Linked DNA regions of Cydia pomonella: region 2 is linked to region 1. A link is a contact called in public Hi-C data. All regions are on one chromosome and are shown on one strand. The core of a region is the stretch at or near the end of the contact, and the rest is flanking DNA. Distances in the headings are between cores, read along the strand shown. Region 1 holds the start of LOC133526313 (glyoxylate reductase/hydroxypyruvate reductase-like). Region 2 holds the start of LOC133526340 (zinc finger HIT domain-containing protein 1).

Evidence for each region. A called contact is a pair of places that touch in the nucleus more often than the background predicts.
Region 2: a Hi-C map of whole body shows a contact between it and region 1, with 8 times the contacts expected there. The contact joins the promoter of LOC133526340 here to the promoter of LOC133526313 in region 1. A contact is called at or near these places in 2 of 2 Hi-C or Micro-C datasets (both in whole body).

What each region holds. Positions count from the first base shown.
Region 1 is chr16:4,547,461-4,551,917 of ilCydPomo1, forward strand. LOC133526313 (glyoxylate reductase/hydroxypyruvate reductase-like) reads right to left here and starts at 1,275. Exons shown (of 7, transcript XM_061862867.1): 1 at 140-1,275. The coding sequence starts at 228.
Region 2 is chr16:4,709,297-4,713,363 of ilCydPomo1, forward strand. It overlaps LOC133526340 (zinc finger HIT domain-containing protein 1), which reads right to left and starts at 1,481. Exons shown (of 2, transcript XM_061862904.1): 1 at 1,153-1,481; 2 at 715-917. The coding sequence starts at 1,481. The coding sequence ends at 782. It overlaps LOC133526341 (general transcription factor IIH subunit 5), which reads right to left. Exons shown (of 2, transcript XM_061862905.1): 2 at 1,452-1,694. The coding sequence ends at 1,508. LOC133526338 (meiotic nuclear division protein 1 homolog) reads left to right here and starts at 1,709. Exons shown (of 5, transcript XM_061862903.1): 1 at 1,709-1,798; 2 at 2,465-2,601; 3 at 3,264-3,369. The coding sequence starts at 1,709.

The sequences.
Region 1 (4,457 bases), core at 25-2,524:
AATTACGTAACATTAACGAAAGACAACTTAATAGGAGGAAGGTAAATTCAATAAGGCGGTACTGCCATGTATAATACAAATGTGAAACATAAACATATCTAATCTAACCTACTCTAGATAATAAAAAAATATAACTTACTGCTTTTTCAATAACTCCAAACCAGCAGCGGGAAATGTTTTATTAACCACTAAAACTTTTCTCAGAGCCATCTTTTCAGAAACACTCATGCGTATGCATGCATGAGTATAAATTAAAAATGTGTGAATACTAGTGTGTTCTTTAGGTTATGTATGTGTGTGTTACTCGTATTTATATCAGTGTATCTTTATCTATATCTACTTTAAATGTAGATACTGACGCAAAATTGTAAAAGTTGTGAAATATAAAATTAAAATTGAGACTATTGTTTGAAAAAGGTGCTAAATAGGTATGCACCGCTGATACGGTGTTCGAGCGTCTGAGATAGATAGTCGTGACATAGTGGCCTTGGCAGACATCTGTGGGGCTAAGATGGTCGGCTCTTTATCATCTGTCACCATGCCTGTCACGTTCTAACAAGTATGTAAGTGCGAAAGTGACGGATGACATGATAAGTGATAAAAATGCGATCATGATACCGCCGCTGTTTGTGTTGATACGTAACACAATTGAGGTATTTTAAATAGTTATGAATGAGGCAGATCACGTGTTCCGCTACAGAGGGCCTAATAAAGGCGTAATTAGAGTGACAGCGAAAGATGCCCGCCATTTTGGAATTTCAGTGTTCGTGATAGGCTCTGTGTTGTGATTAAGGTCATACATACCCATACAATAGCCCATTGAAATCTTTTGAAATAAGGGTTGCCTGGGATTTTTAGGGTTGCGTACCAAAAAGGTACAAAAGGAACCCTTATGGTGCGACTGTTCGTCCGTCCGTCTGTCTGTCTGTCTGTAACATCGCTAAATATCTCGAGAACCACTTAAGCTATCGGTTTTTTTGGAATAGTTATTATGAACAACGTCAACCCAGAAACATTGAAAGTATATATATTTTTATTAACTATGGAAAATGCCCTATATGAAGAGGGGGCAAAACTTCAAAGTATAGTGACTAGGTCGAGTGGGGTATCATTTGAAAGAACTTAAAGTGTACATTCTACAACTTTTCTTTTTTTTTCATAGGGGAAAAAAATTATGAAGGAAAATGTGAAGAAGTACCATTCCCTCCCCTTATGTCCGAAGTTTACCGAAGAAAAATTATGAAATTTTTACATAATATTAACAGTACTATACATTTTACAGGAAAAATATAATCGGACCTCTATCTTGATAACTTTTTTTTATTAGATAACAAAACGCATTTTCGAATTCAGTTTGCAATTTAAACAACTTTACGTGTGTAACACACTTGAAACTATGAGATTACATTAAAATCATCTTTTTTCAAATAAAAGAATAATTTTTGAAATCGGTTCACATGATAGAGAATTATCCATAGATTAGTATATATTATTACTGCAAGAATTATCCTCGAAAAACCATCATACTTGTAGGTGCATTACATCGAACAATAGTTAGACAATTTGCCGATAGATGGCGATGTACACACATATTCTTAATATAGGCTTTGAGGCAAATGTACTTGAGGTACTTTTGATCAAAAGTGTTTCGACTTTATCCGCCTATTTACACGAGATAATTCAAAGTTTGTATGGAAAACTCGGTGCGCGAGTAAAATGAACTCGCACTTGTTTTTATATTCAAAAATGACGAAATGCTTAAATAAGAACGCCGCCGTCTATTCGACAATCACCCGGAGGGCCAAAGGTCAATAGATTGAATTTAACATGAGCATTTTGTCACTAATTACTTATTAAGAAAACCAGCCGACTCATATCAAATATAAGACGTAATGTAGCATTTGAATGGGCTACTATATGTTAAAGTTTTTATGTATGTGCTAGTAGCGACCCCAACGCAGAGTTTTGCGCAATATTCCCTATTATTCCAGCTGATCTCTCAAATACAATTAAATACGCTTTACTGAAAATTATTCAAATGGTGAAAAAAGTACCTATGGCAAACCCAATTTGTCAGTAAATAAGAGGAAACTTTTTTTAGGTCCTAGTACTAGCGTGAGACAAAGACAGTATGATTCTCTCTATGTGTGTTTGAAATGAGATAGTTCCTGGCCAAACCATAATTTATTTATTTAAATTAACCATGAATTAACCAAAAAAAAAAAACACAAAAAATATGTTTCAATTCAAAATATTTATACATATGATTGCGCCCTCTACCGACGAGTAGCAAAACATACATGTCCGGTTGCAGTTATTCCTACGTCATAATTTGACACAATGATTCAAAAGATGTCGCTACCAGTTGTTAATGTACCAATTTGTGATGCATAGTTTCATATACTAATAAATATGGAAACAATCTCGCGCCGATTACTTGGAAGGCTGTTAAGGAACTTTGAATATTTACTTCTTTAAACTTTATTGCACGAAATACAAAAAATGATGTACAAATGGCGGACGTCATGCCTAATGACATTCTCTACCATCAACCATCGGGCTAAACAGAGATAAAATCTAATATCTCACCTTGATTTGGTCACCTCCTGATTATTGCATGCGTACATGCCGAGTAATATCCAATCACAAGTTAGTATTTTCAAAATTCGAATAAGTAGTCCTCCTAGTTCCGGACTAAAATAATTTACCACTTTTGGCACATTTACTATAGGATTAAAACAGCTGGCTTATTGATGTAGCTGTACCTGGAAGCCTGGTTTAGAGATCTTTTTCCTGGCTTCCTTGTAACGTAGACAGAGTTGTATGAGGCTATTTTCGAGGGCTGGATTGGCAGGTCTGCGTTTCGACTACGAAAATAATAAGCGTTTTGGTAACAAAACTGCCCGCGTAGTCAACGTGCCAATCGTTTGTCGCACTAATGTGTGGAAGAGTGATAGAGAGAGATGACTACGCTACGCTACGGAGCATTAACGCACGTTGGCTAAGCACCCTGAAGCGTTGTTTTATCCCTTACTATTGATGCTAAATGAATCTAAGGACGTACCACGACGTACCTAAGAAACTTAGGTACATAATTACATTCCTACTCAACTAGGTACTTAGGCAGACATATCTAAGCTCGCTCGCTGCTAAGCGGTCATCTTCGAATCTAGGTACTAAGTCATTTGAGGAAAACCGCCTCGCGACATTAGACGTAAAACGCCAAATACGCAAGGCAAGACCTAAGCTCCTACGTGTATACATGCAACACGGCCGGTAAACAGTACTGTGAATGTGAAAGGGTGTTTAAGAGCAAGTTTGGCCCGGCCAGCCACATAAGAGCTCATAAGAGGCAAAACCCTTGATTGCTGAGGTCCCCCTCATCGAAATCGATTTGGAGGACTATAGTAAACACCCCTATAATGGAACAGGCACCAGTAATGGAATGGTATAGACAAATCCTGTAAAACAAGTATTTACCATCAGTTTTAATCGCTGGCAACATTTTTCCTTAAACAAGAGCCAAAGAGCTGCTTAAGTTTAATTTTTCATTGATATTTGTTATTTTGAAAATGAATGGCGCCATACATTCCATGACTGGAGCAAGAAAACCACAGTTTTAATTGGTTAATAATATTGAAACTAATTGCAGTAGCTCTAATTAAATACATAGAAAACATAAAGGACGAATTGGACATTCAACTTTTAAAGCGTAAAGCGGTAGAAATTTTACAGGTGTCGGTGAAATATCATAAACACTCCAAATTTTCTCTTAAATGTTCCATGATTGGTGTCGTTAACATATATATATATATATATATATAGCTAATAGTTGACATGTGGCTGCAAATTGCCGCGGTACGCAGATGTGTCGTTTTATCGCTAATGTCCGTTAGATTAGCTAATAACAAATGCACGTGCGTCCGTCTGTGCGCGGGGGTCTGCACGTTCCTGCCACATGCACAGTTTTTATAGCGGTGGTGGCAAACAAAGGTACAGTCTGAGAACGGGGTTGAAATTAACGGAAATCCAAAAAACCGGACAAGTGCGAGTCGGACTCGCTCACCGAGGGCTCCATACTTTTTAGTATTTGTTGTTATGGCGGCACTATCACGGTTCATGAGATACAGCGTGGTGACAGACGGACAGACAGGCAGACGGAAGGACAGCGGAGTTTTAGTAGCAATATGTCTATATATATGTAGTAATATAATATGTGTAACATTGCCAATGTCCAAAACTAAGAGTTATCCTAAAGCATAAAATATGTAGTTATTTTGTTTTCTAAATTATTTTTTTCACTGCACCCACATTCGAAAATTTCTGTTTTGCCCTATGATTGACTGGCAGAGAATGATTTAAAGGATTAAGGCTGCCATTTGTACTTATTTTTATTGTGCAATAAAGTTTAAAATAATTAAACGGTCTAAGCATGCTTAGAATGCGTGTAGACAATT
Region 2 (4,067 bases), core at 231-2,730, 160 kb after region 1:
ATTTAATACTCATCGATTTGTGTAGGTTTGTATGAATCAATTATAAGTAGTTACCTTATATTTTCATTCGTAGTAGGTAACTTTTAATAGCTAGGCAGGGGTAAACCAATACTAGCAATTATGTAGACAATTCTTTCGCCGATCGTTGGTGGTATTAAAATGACAGCTGTTGTCACAAATGTTAAATTATCGCAGCAAATGTGTCTAATCGACCCCAACTGAATTGTCTGCCAATCATGTTTACAAAGAGGGTGAATCGAAGGGTGGGTTAGCGGTATATTGCGGAATAAAACTAGAAATTATAATGACTTTAATTAATACCATTAACTTTACAGTTGTTTTATGAAAAAAAAAATTCTCATTATCATTAATAAGCGAGACAAAAAATGGTAAAACTTTGACGTAAAAATGCCATCTAGCGGTGAGTAGACACATAAAAAAAGAGTCCACTATAATAAAATAGATGGCGCTATAATCAAATCTTATCACATCAGTTTGACATGAGGCTTCTATCCAACGCTAGATGTCGCTAAAATGAAAAATTAGGTATTCTTAGCGTCTAGTCAAACACGCTACAAATAAAAAAAGTTTTAAGAAAAAATAAAAGGCGGGAACTGGAAGTATCGTGAGTCGAGTGTCTCATTACTTGTTGCTTTTCAGTCTACTATAGAATTAGATTTCTATTTGGTTATTTTATTGTGTAAGTAATAGACATTTATTTATTGTTACAAACTTATTTATTAGCAATTGGAATCTTAGAAGCTAGAAACGTACAATCAAATTATGCAGTCCATTTTAGGCACCGTGTATCTAAATGAGTGCCCAGACATCTGACCGAGCAATATCGTGCTCCGCATGGAATGCACGTATAATTCGATAGGAAACCACACACGGCACAGAAGTGGCGGTCTGGGAATCTGTAAATTAAATTCATTAATTCAATACATACATAGGAAAAGTCTTCACGAAATCTAAAACTTTATAAAATAGAACCTTAATGTGGTTGCGCTCATACCATTATCAACATTTTGATATAAAATTATCGCTAGTTTAGTATATCAATGTATGGGAAATTAAACAACCCATTTTTAATGCACAAAATGATGTTTTGTAATATAGTTAATTAAATGACAGTTATATTTATGGACTTACTTAGATGGAGGTGCTTGAGCAGACAAATAGTTAGGAGGTTCAGGTCTAAAGTTAGCATCTTCCTCAACCAACTGAGCAAAAGATTTCCTAAACCTCATCTTATAATAATCTGCACTCCTCGCTTTCTTCCCTTTCCTGGTAGGTTTTTCATTAGAATCAGCAAACTTGGGTATTTTCTTTGACATAACCAGGTCTGCATGTGGGTCCTCATGGAAGTTGTCTTGCTCAAGCGCTTCCACTGCTTTTCTGGCTCTGCGCTTCCTTGCAGCATCATCGAGGACCCTGCTTTTGACTCCATCTTTTACTCTACCCGACTCTCTTGCCGCCATATTGAATTTAGAGATACAAATTAAAATTATATGCCTTTATCATGAACTGGGATGCTCAATTGGTCCATCAGATCATCAACTCTTGCTTGTAAGGTTTCTACAATGTCTGCAGATATAAACAGATGTGTCTCATCCAGGTCTTGAAGGATAAACTTTCTCCCGAGGGCCAGGGTCTCGTCCAGGTGCAGTAAGAACTGTTTCATAGCCGGGTCACTGGAACAAGTAAAATGTCTAAGAAAAGAGGACTTAGTGCTGAAGAGAAGAGGATTAAGATGTTGGAGATATTTCATAATAGCAAGGACTTCTTTCAGTTGAAGGTATTTTTTTTACTAAATAAAATGAGCGGATGTCATTCCAGATCTAGAGCAGAGCCCAACTGGGGAAGTACCTCCACCTTACTGAAAAGCGCAGCCAAATAACACTAGTCCCTACTCATAGTGTTGTGTTCCAGTCGGTGAGTAAGGTTGCCAGAGCTCAACGACGGTGCGGAGTGTTAGGGTCGGCAACGCACTTGTAACAGTTGTAACTCCTCTGGAGTTGCAGGCGTACATAGGCTACGAAGACTGCTTACCATCAGGCGGGCCGCATGCTTGTTTGCCACCGATGTAGTATAAAAAAATGAATTGAATTACAACGGTCACTATGAATGTCAATGCCACGTTAATCCACTTAGAAACAAACCCGTGTAGTCCCCATCTGTCCCCGGCGGGAACAAATGGGAACGATCCATTCCCATCTTTGGCCAGCGGGGACAAATGGGAATGAATCCTTCCCATCGGTGACCACCTCTGTTTCTTCCTGTCTTTTTTACTATACAAATGTCGATTTTGATAGTTACACTAACAACATCTACATTGTATACTATTCTATACCACCAACAAGTAAATTCTAAACATACATATTTAGAAGGTAATATTACAAAAAAAAAATAGTTTTCATCAATATCATGATGAATTAAATATTTTGATAATTCCTATTTTCAGGAGCTGGAAAAAATAGCACCAAAAGAGAAAGGCATCACCATGCAGTCAGTGAAAGAGGTGGTGCAGAGTTTGGTTGATGATCACTTGGTGGACTCAGAGAAGATAGGAACTTCCATTTACTTTTGGTCCTTCCCCAGGTTTAGAACTTTGTCAAAAATTGTGTTCAGTGCCAGTGATCCGAAAGTCGGGTTCTTCTATGTTCGTAGTCACTGTTTTTTATAAATGATATAAATTAATATTAATTAGGGGACATCTTACACAGATCACCCTAGCCCCAAACTAGGCAAAGGGATAGGCGAAGATATACAAACTTGTATGGATGAATACATACTTATATATATAGAAAACACCCATGACTCAGAAACAAATATCTATGTTCATCACAAAAATAAATTCCCTTACTGGGATTCGAACCCAGGACCATCGGCTTCATAGGCAGGGTTGGCCAACTAGGCCACAGGTTGTGAAATAGTTATACGGTGTTTTGCATGTTATCGGCTATGCTCGTAACGCTGGCACTGAATGTGTTAGAGCTAACTTGTGTAACAGTGTCATTATGAAAGTGATAATTTCATAGACATTTGAAATAAATGATGACATTGCCATCATAGCAAATACCATGCACAGTTACTTTGGTCCGACCCAAACATTTATAAAACAAAGTATATGTATGTATGTGTTTTGTGTTCGAAACAAATTTTAGTTTATTCAAGTATGAATGTTATTAATCTTTCTGTAAATTCTTTATGCACTAAATAGGTCTACCTTGTATTTGTAATTTAATTATCTGTGTTTTCAGCAAAGTAAAGAATGCTAAGAAAAGAAAACTCAATGAAATGCAGACTGAACTTGCAGAATGTGCAAAAAAAATGAAAAAGACTGAAGAAGCCATAGCAAGTGAATCTGTAAGTACCTATTTGTACAACATACATATATCAGAATTACGAGGCTGTCAATACCTAACGCACACTGGTTTACTGGACACAGGAAAGATAATAATAAGAAAACTATAGAAATAAAAAAAATTGAGATTACTTGTGTAATATTACTAGTTAGCGGTTTAGGTATAATGTTTTTAAATTGTGATTTTTATTGCAGACCCATAAGGGCCAGAAGTAAAAAAAGAAAAGAAATAGAACCATTTAGTGGTGACTTTGAGACCAATCTTTGCAATTATTTTTTATCAAGCTGATTTTGTTCAATCATGTATTGAGTATGGCCGCAGTCTTTGAAATATAATGAATATAAAAAAAAATATGTACTAACACAAATAGTTTTTCTTAAAAAACTGCTTAAGTAACATCAATTTCAAGAACATTGGGTGTTGAAAGCCCCTTAAATTGACCTAAACTTTTAAAAGGTTTAAGAGCTACCATCAAAATGTTTTTTTTTTCTAAGTCTTCTCATTTACTTTGATTCTTCAGACTCAGTTCAAACAGTAAATGTAATGTATAAGTAGTGTTTTTTTATTGAAATTGAATGCCGCCCCGCTTATCGCAAATGGAGTAGGTAATCACATGGGAAAACTCATGCAATTGTTTATTTTGTTCTCCTTTAATTAACATCTTTATTTAAATTATTTTTTCATGCAAGTACTGCATCT